2 separate regions of the Hordeum vulgare genome follow, and region 2 is linked to region 1. The links are chromatin contacts, called in public Hi-C maps. All regions are on one chromosome and are shown on one strand. Each heading gives the region's core, a stretch centred on a gene start, on an enhancer-like site or on the middle of the called end of the contact. The rest is flanking DNA. Distances are from core to core; before and after follow the strand shown.

Region 1 (3,765 bases), core at 148-2,647:
GGAATTAGAGGGAGCAGTTCTTAATCAACTGAGGTAATCTGTAATTTTTTGGATTTATGATCCAGATCAATTGTACTCCCTCCGTCACAGACTATAAGACATGCACGTGTACCTAGGTTGTCAATTTGACTTATATAAAATATATTATTTAACATAAAAATTATATTATTAGAAAATAGAACATCTAAAATTTCTAATGATATATTTTTTTGTAATATATGTCTCTTTTTAAGTTGGTCAAATTAATGAACTAGAGACTTATAAACTGAAACGGAAGGAGTATCTACAACGGTTGTCGAGTTTGGATAAGGCTACCCATGATTGCTAAGATTTCCTTTTTTCCTTTCAAATAATAGTTTTCCTTTTTACCGACGTGGATTGTACCGCTGGCCAAGTGGACACATGGCCATCCTTCCGTACCGCTGGTTCTTCCCCCTTCTCCTGTATCCATCCAAGGAGAGCGACGGAGTATATATTGACCTCACCGGCTCGCCGCAAAGCTAACAACCACTCCAACCTCCAAGTCCTGCCCACCAAAGCAAACGCCTCGCCATCTTCCGTTCCAATCCACGCATCCAAGTCGTACGCCGGCGCGCCCAGCCGGGTGGATCTCCGAGCTAGCGGCATTGCTGGGACTTAGATGCGAGACGCCGTCCTGCTCCGGTGCGACGCTACCATTACCATGGTCGGCCACGCCGCCGGTTCCACCTCTTACGGCAGCAGCAGCGTCAGGAACGTTGCCGGAGGGTACTTTCCGGCTCCGACAGCGACCGCCAAGCAACGACGCGCGCCGGTGCCGTCGGGGAACGGCGGGAAGAGCGACGGGGGAGGGTACTTCGGGGCCGAGGCGGCGGTTGTGCTGGCGCTGATGACGGCGGCGCTGCTGGTGCTGCCGCTGCTGCTGCCCCCGCTGCCGCCGCCGCCGCCGCTGTTCCTGCTCGTGCCCGTCGCCATCCTGGCCGTGCTCCTCCTCCTCGTGCTCCTGCCCTCCGACGCCAGGGCCCTCCGCGTCGCGCCATCCTACTTGTAGCCAGCCAGTGCAGCAGTTATATCAAATCGTGCGCTCGCCATCGTCGTCCCCGGCGCCGTGCACATGTAATTACCTAAGCTGGCGCGGATGCGGAGTTGTTTCTGTCTTCGTTTCTTTTCTTTTTCGAGACTAATTGATGGAGAGGATTTTGCTCGGACTAATTAACTGCTTGCTGGAAAAAAGTGTCTCCGGAAGAGTAGAGTTGTAGCACTATGTTGTACTAGTCGTAGTAACCTCTGAATTTTAACCAAAAGATAGTCATGACCGTCTCTGAATTCTGATGTGGTCTTCGTCGAGGGAAGAAGGAAAAACAAAGACATCTGACTGATGCTGAAATTCTTGTGAAACGTCAGGCTTTATCCAAAGCGATGCTTCATTGCGTTCCACTTGTGGGGAGGGGACGCCATTAGAGGTCACCAGGCAGGAAAGATGTGGATTAACGCTTGAGTCCATGGACAAGTAGCCAAACAATGTTACTCTTCCGAAAATTCAAAGATGCGACGTCGAGCGGACAAATTTCTCTGTCCCCGCTTGCCTCACCGCGGCCGCCAACGACCACATTTTGCAGCACTATCTCACTATCGAGTTCCATATGTCCAACTCCAGTATGACCAGCACGCCCACCATTGCCAGGTCGCCGCCGGAGCTCATCGCGCCGGCGGTGCCCACCCCCGGTGGCACCCTCCCTCTCTCCTCCATTGACAGGACCGCCGGCGGCGCCGGCTTGGTTAATCTCATCCAGGTCTTCCCCCCTCCCTCGTTCACCACCGCCCGCAAGAGCCAGGACGCCGCGGCGGCCCTGGTCGCTATGCGCGACGGGCTCGCGAGGACTCTTGTACCGTACTACCCGGTGGCCGGCCGCGTCGCCCCGAGTGGCCTTGCAGTGAACTGCACCGGCGAGGGCGTCTGGTTCGTGGATGCCGCCGCGAGCTGCACGCTTGCCGACGTGGACGGCCTCGACTCCAGCCCGCTGCTCATCCCCGGGGAGCTCCTCCTCCCGCGCCCTGCCCCCGGTCAGAAGCTCGACGGCCTCATCCTCATGGTCCAGGCGACGAGGTTCACCTGCGGTGGTTTCGCCGTCGGGATCAGCTTCAGCCACGCGGTGTTCGACGGCCAGGGCGCTGCGCAGTTCCTCACGGCGGTGGGGGAGCTAGCGCGGGGGCTCCAGGTGCCGTCAGTGACTCCGGTGTGGCACCGCGACGCGGTCCCGGACCCTCCCAGCCCGCCGCCGCCTCAGCTCACGGAGTTCAGGTTGGTGGCCCAGGTGGCCGACATATCGGCGGAGAGCATCGCGCGCGTCAAGGACGAGTTCAACCAGGCTGCTGCGACATCGACGGGGGAGGTTTGCTCCACCTTTGACGCGGTGACGGCCGTGGTGTTCAAGTGCCGAGCGCTGGCACTGGCGTCCGCGCCCCCTGACGACTCTGATGTTCGGATCGCCTTCGCCGCCGGCACGCGGCACCTGCTTCGCGGCGTGCTGCCGGCGGTGGAGGGCTACTACGGCAACTGCGTTTACCTGGCGTGCGTCACTAGGGCGGGCAAGGCCGTCCGGGAGGCGTCACTGGCGGAGCTCGTCGGCGCGGTACGGGAGGCGAAGGAGGCGGTCCCCGCGCGGTTCGCTGGCTGGATGCGCGGCGTCGATCACTACGACGTGCCCCTGGACTACAGCACGGTGACGGTGTCAGACTGGAGCCGCGTCGGCTTCCACGAGGTGGACTACGGCTTCGGCGCGCCAGGGTACGTGTTCCCGCTCAACGACCACGTCAACTTCGTCGCGTCGCTCAACTATATCAGGCCGCCGGCGGCCAGGCGTGGGGGCATCCGGGTAGTGCTCCGCTGCGTCGAGGAGCTTCATGCCGCCGCGTTCGCCGTCGAGCTCGCCAAGTTGGCCTAGATGCGACGCATTGATGGTTCCCATTTCCACGACGCACGCATGCTTCCTATTTCTTGGCCATGTCCACGTTTTACGCGTCCTTTGGGAGCGCAAAATGACGATTTTCCCCCTCCGATTTATATTATAAAACAACAACCAACCATACAATCAGCTCATTAAAGCCGGAACACAAACAAATTTAAAGGAAAAAAGAAAGAAACAGAAGAAAGAAAAATGCTGACGTCGACAGCTCAACAAAGCGAAGACGGCCGACAACCGTTGTACGCTCCGGAGAAGTACCACCGCATGCCAAGCACTCCGAAGCCTCGCGTACCAAGCAACACCTTCAGAAAGGAAAGCGGCGACAACGACGCTGCCGTCCGAACAAGTCGTAGAGTTTCCCCGGTACGCGGATGGCAGTGAGGAAGGTGTATCACCGACACCCCTAAGGAAGGTTCGGCGACGCCCACGGACGCAGCCGCGCTGGTAGCGGGCGAGCCGCCTGGGATTCCTCCCGCCCCGAAACCACCACCGTCACCCCGGACAAACGAAAGTGCACCGCCCCCACCAGTCTGTGCCACCACGGTCACCACACCAACTTCATCGTGTCACTAAGGCCACCAACACGAGACCTGGAGGGAGGACGAGGAGATACCGGGCTCGAAGCAACCACAACGCAGCCGACCGGGGGGGACAACCTCCACCGCCGCGCGGAGCCGACCTGACGTAGCGATAGGGACTTGCGAGGCCAACATAGGCCCGTACGGACCCCAACGGGTCCGGACAGTCCCATCAGCCGCAGCAAGCCGGCCGCGGGAGCCATCACCACCACAGCCACAACTGCCTTGCCGCACCACCAGGG
Region 2 (3,793 bases), core at 831-3,330, 880 kb after region 1:
CATCATCTTGCTTCTCTCTCAATCATCAGCCTCTGAGTGTCTTCCTCGGTTGGTGCTCTTAAGTACTCCGAACCAAATATAGCGATCACTGCTTTTGTGAACCTTCGAACAACCTTCAAGATTGTGTCTTCGCCAATGCGTACATATTCATCAATTGCATCGACGGATCACCCATATGCCAAGAACAGCTGCAATGCATTTTATCAGAGGGCTTGCACTGATCTCTCCACATGCATTTCTCCGGAGCATGAACCAGTCACCATATCTCTCAAAAGCTTTTGCAATGGTCAGAAAAAGACTTGTGTGCATCCGAAAGCGTTGCCGAAAGTACTTCTCCGGATAGGTTGGGTTTGGATCAAAGTAATCTTTCATGATCTTGGCATGACCCTCCGCTCTATCACAACTGATGTGTATGCGGCTAAATTATGGTCCACTCCTCGACCACCGAACATCATCATTGAAAATCATGCCTAAAACGATGTCAAAGTCATCATCGTCTTCTTCCTCCTCTTTGGATGACGACGAGTCCTCTAACACCATCTCCCTCAACCTCTTCATCTACAATCCAAATTGTTCGGTTCAATCCAAATTGTTCGGTTCAATCCAAATGGCTCGGTTCAAAGAGAAACAAACAAAAAAACTCACCTAGGCGATTCTTTGAACACTTGGGGTGCGGTGGTGGTGCAAAAGTCGGTCGGCGTGGTGTAGACTGAACCAACGAACGACGGATGGCATGCAACGGTGCGTAAGCAAGGTGAGATGTGATGACCGTTAGAAAAAGAAGAAACTCGAAAGAAATCGAACGATACAACAATGGACGACGACGACTGACGTTTCACCTTGATTCCAATGACGGCGACAGAGGTCGAATGAGATGATTGATGGACAGAACGACGGCAAAAGGCAAAGGATGGAACGAGGTAGCGGCGGGGGAACGGCAGGAGGCACACCGGCGAAGATGCAGCGGCGATGCGGACGCAAGAGAGAGGCGCAACGTTTTACTCAACCGCCAATCGGTGAAGTAAAATTCCGATTATAAAGGATCGATTAGAAATGCGATGAGATCGGCTGATCCAGTACCCTTTACTATCAAAAAAGATGGTGACCCTCCATGATCTGAATTTCAGATACAAAATAATTGTGCTGCACCGGTAGGTCGAGATCGATTATGGCGATATCGTTTGGTGCTAACCACCGAGCTAACTTGGAACCCACAACATCGAATTAAAGCGGCACCTTTTCCTGCCAAAAAAAAAATTACGTAAATAGTAACACGTCCAGGTCCAGCCCAGATCTCGAGGCACGCTAGAAAAGTACAACAGCTGGTTCTTGTCGCACCAAGAAGTGTTAAACCTACGTGCTCCGTCGGTTTTTGCGTCCCAATTCCACCTTGGAGGCAGCGTATTTGTTTTCCAGTGGAGTAGAAAAATCGGACGCTGCCAAGTGCCAAGCAAGTGGGCTTAAGCCTGCATGCAGGCATACATCACATGGACGGCCCCACCCAGCAGCGTCTCTGCGAACTGCATGCACCTGATCCATGATCCTTCTCAGCCGTTCGTCCGTTTCTGTTCCTGAGAGAGGTCACCTACGTACTTCGGTTAGTTGGTTGTGGGTCCAAATACGTTTCAGGTTGGCTCCGAAATCTAAGGGGGCTCCGTTACGATCGGGTTGACTCGCACCAAAGCCAGTACTCCTACTTGTGTGGAGATTGGAGGAGAAGAGATAACTCATAATCACAGTTGGTGGATAATTACTCCTCGGATCGGAGTAGAATTAGATCACGACCCGGTTTACTCGCCCGGTAAGCATTGCCACGCCAACGAACACTGGGCCCGTGCACCAGCAAAACCTCATCCAACCCGTTACGAGCGGACCCCAAACCCGTTCATAGATCCACACAGATACGGGCCCGGTCCATCCTCGTCCCCACGCGTCAGTGGAAGAAGAGGCAGCTACTAGCGGAGCCATGATTGATTATCCAACGCCCGAACGGATTACCGCGATTGCAGCCGGACGCGGATAGAATTTGATAATAATCACCGTAGCCCCCTCCGCCAGCCAGCACCCTTTATAAGCCCGCCCTCCCGGCTCCCAAACCCACCCACCACCACCAGCTTTCCTCTGGAGCTCGAGCGATCGAATCCAAGCTTCCGTCGCGTTCGGCGTCCTCGTTTCGTCTCGTTCGTTTAGCCAAGAGCCCCCAATGGCGCCTCTCGGTGACGCTGTTGCCCCCGCAGCCGCCGCAGCCCCCGGCCTCGTCGTCTCCTTCGGCGAGATGCTGATCGACTTCGTCCCCGACGTGGCCGGCGTCTCGCTCGCCGAGTCCGGCGGCTTCGTCAAGGCGCCCGGAGGCGCGCCCGCCAACGTCGCCTGCGCCGTCTCCAAGCTCGGCGGCTCCTCCGCCTTCGTCGGCAAGGTACGCACCCACGTAACATGTGATCGCCGTCCGTGCGCGCGCGTCTAGATCCGGCATTTGGTAGGCTCGGATCTGGCGCGCTCCCGTCAGGATCTCGTCGCCGTCCGTCCGATCGTCGGCGGGGATCGGGCGTTGACTTGCTTATGCAGGGTTGTTGGTTCTGTGCAGCGTTTTCTCGGCCTTGAATGCGATCTATTTCCGGGTAGGAAATCTCAGCTGCCGCATAGGACCAGAGGCAAAAGTGGCAGCAACGGCAATTATCACTAGCGCTGGCCTTCCAGCAGTGCGTGCGAGTGGAAGTGGGTGGCGCGAGACAAACGAGCGATTTGTCCTCACGTGAACTCACCTCGCTTTTCCCACGTATTATAATCTCGTTTGCATCGTCAGTTTTGTTCTCGCCTGGAAATTGCTTAATTGTTGATTGCTTTAATATTGAAAAATCAGTCGCGCTCTTAGGCTCCATCGATAATTTTTGGCATTATACAATTGTTTAATATATAATAGAATAAAAATGGATGCTTTGGCCCCGTCGGTGTCGGCTAGCCGCTGGTTGATGCCACTGTTGTTGGCCTTTCGGATCACGTGTAGTCTAGCATAAATGCATAATCCCACTCCCGCGCTTCCATGGTGGGGCCCTGCTGACTCGGATCTGGCGGCTATTATTACCTGCACCGCAGGTCATTGATCAGTCCAAATCTAACACCAATCCACTCTGACACAAGAAGCAACTTTTTAATGCTGCATGAGATGTTTTTCAAAGGTTTAATCTTTTCTTTTGTTTAACATTTGGTTTATCTTGATGGTCGGTCCAATCAAGATTAGCTTTTCTAATACGAGATGATGGGCTCTTTTTTTCTGCAGTTTGGCGACGACGAGTTCGGCCACATGCTGGTGGAGATCCTGAAGCAGAACGGCGTCAACGCCGAGGGCTGCCTGTTCGACCAGCACGCGCGCACGGCCCTGGCCTTCGTCACGCTCAAGGCCAACGGCGAGCGCGAGTTCATGTTCTACCGCAACCCGTCGGCCGACATGCTGCTCACGGAGGCCGAGCTCAACCTGGACCTCATCCGCCGAGCCCGCATCTTCCACTACGGCTCCATCTCGCTCATCACCGAGCCCTGCCGCTCGGCGCACGTCGCCGCCATGCGCGCTGCCAAGTCGGCCGGCATCCTCTGCTCGTACGACCCCAACGTGCGCCTCCCGCTCTGGCCCTCGGCCCAGGCCGCCCGCGACGGCATCATGAGCATCTGGAAGGAGGCCGACTTCATCAAGGTGAGCGACGATGAGGTGGCCTTCCTCACCCAGGGCGACGCCAACGACGAGAAGAACGTGCTCTCCCTCTGGTTCGAGGGCCTCAAGCTGCTCATCGTCACCGAC

Evidence for each region. A called contact is a pair of places that touch in the nucleus more often than the background predicts.
Region 2: a contact with region 1 is called in a Hi-C map of leaf, with 2.5 times the contacts expected there. The contact joins the promoter of LOC123408515 here to the promoter of LOC123407296 in region 1. A contact is called at or near these places in 1 of 6 Hi-C or Micro-C datasets (leaf) and 1 of 1 datasets of contacts at active chromatin or transcription factors (embryo).

The regions. Positions count from the first base shown.
Region 1 is chr7H:429,343,118-429,346,882 of MorexV3_pseudomolecules_assembly, forward strand. It overlaps LOC123407296 (acyl transferase 4-like), which reads left to right and starts at 1,398. Exons shown (of 2, transcript XM_045100401.1): 1 at 1,398-2,767. The coding sequence starts at 1,623.
Region 2 is chr7H:430,226,592-430,230,384 of MorexV3_pseudomolecules_assembly, forward strand. LOC123408515 (fructokinase-2) reads left to right here and starts at 2,081. Exons shown (of 3, transcript XM_045101610.1): 1 at 2,081-2,416; 2 at 3,278-3,793. The coding sequence starts at 2,204.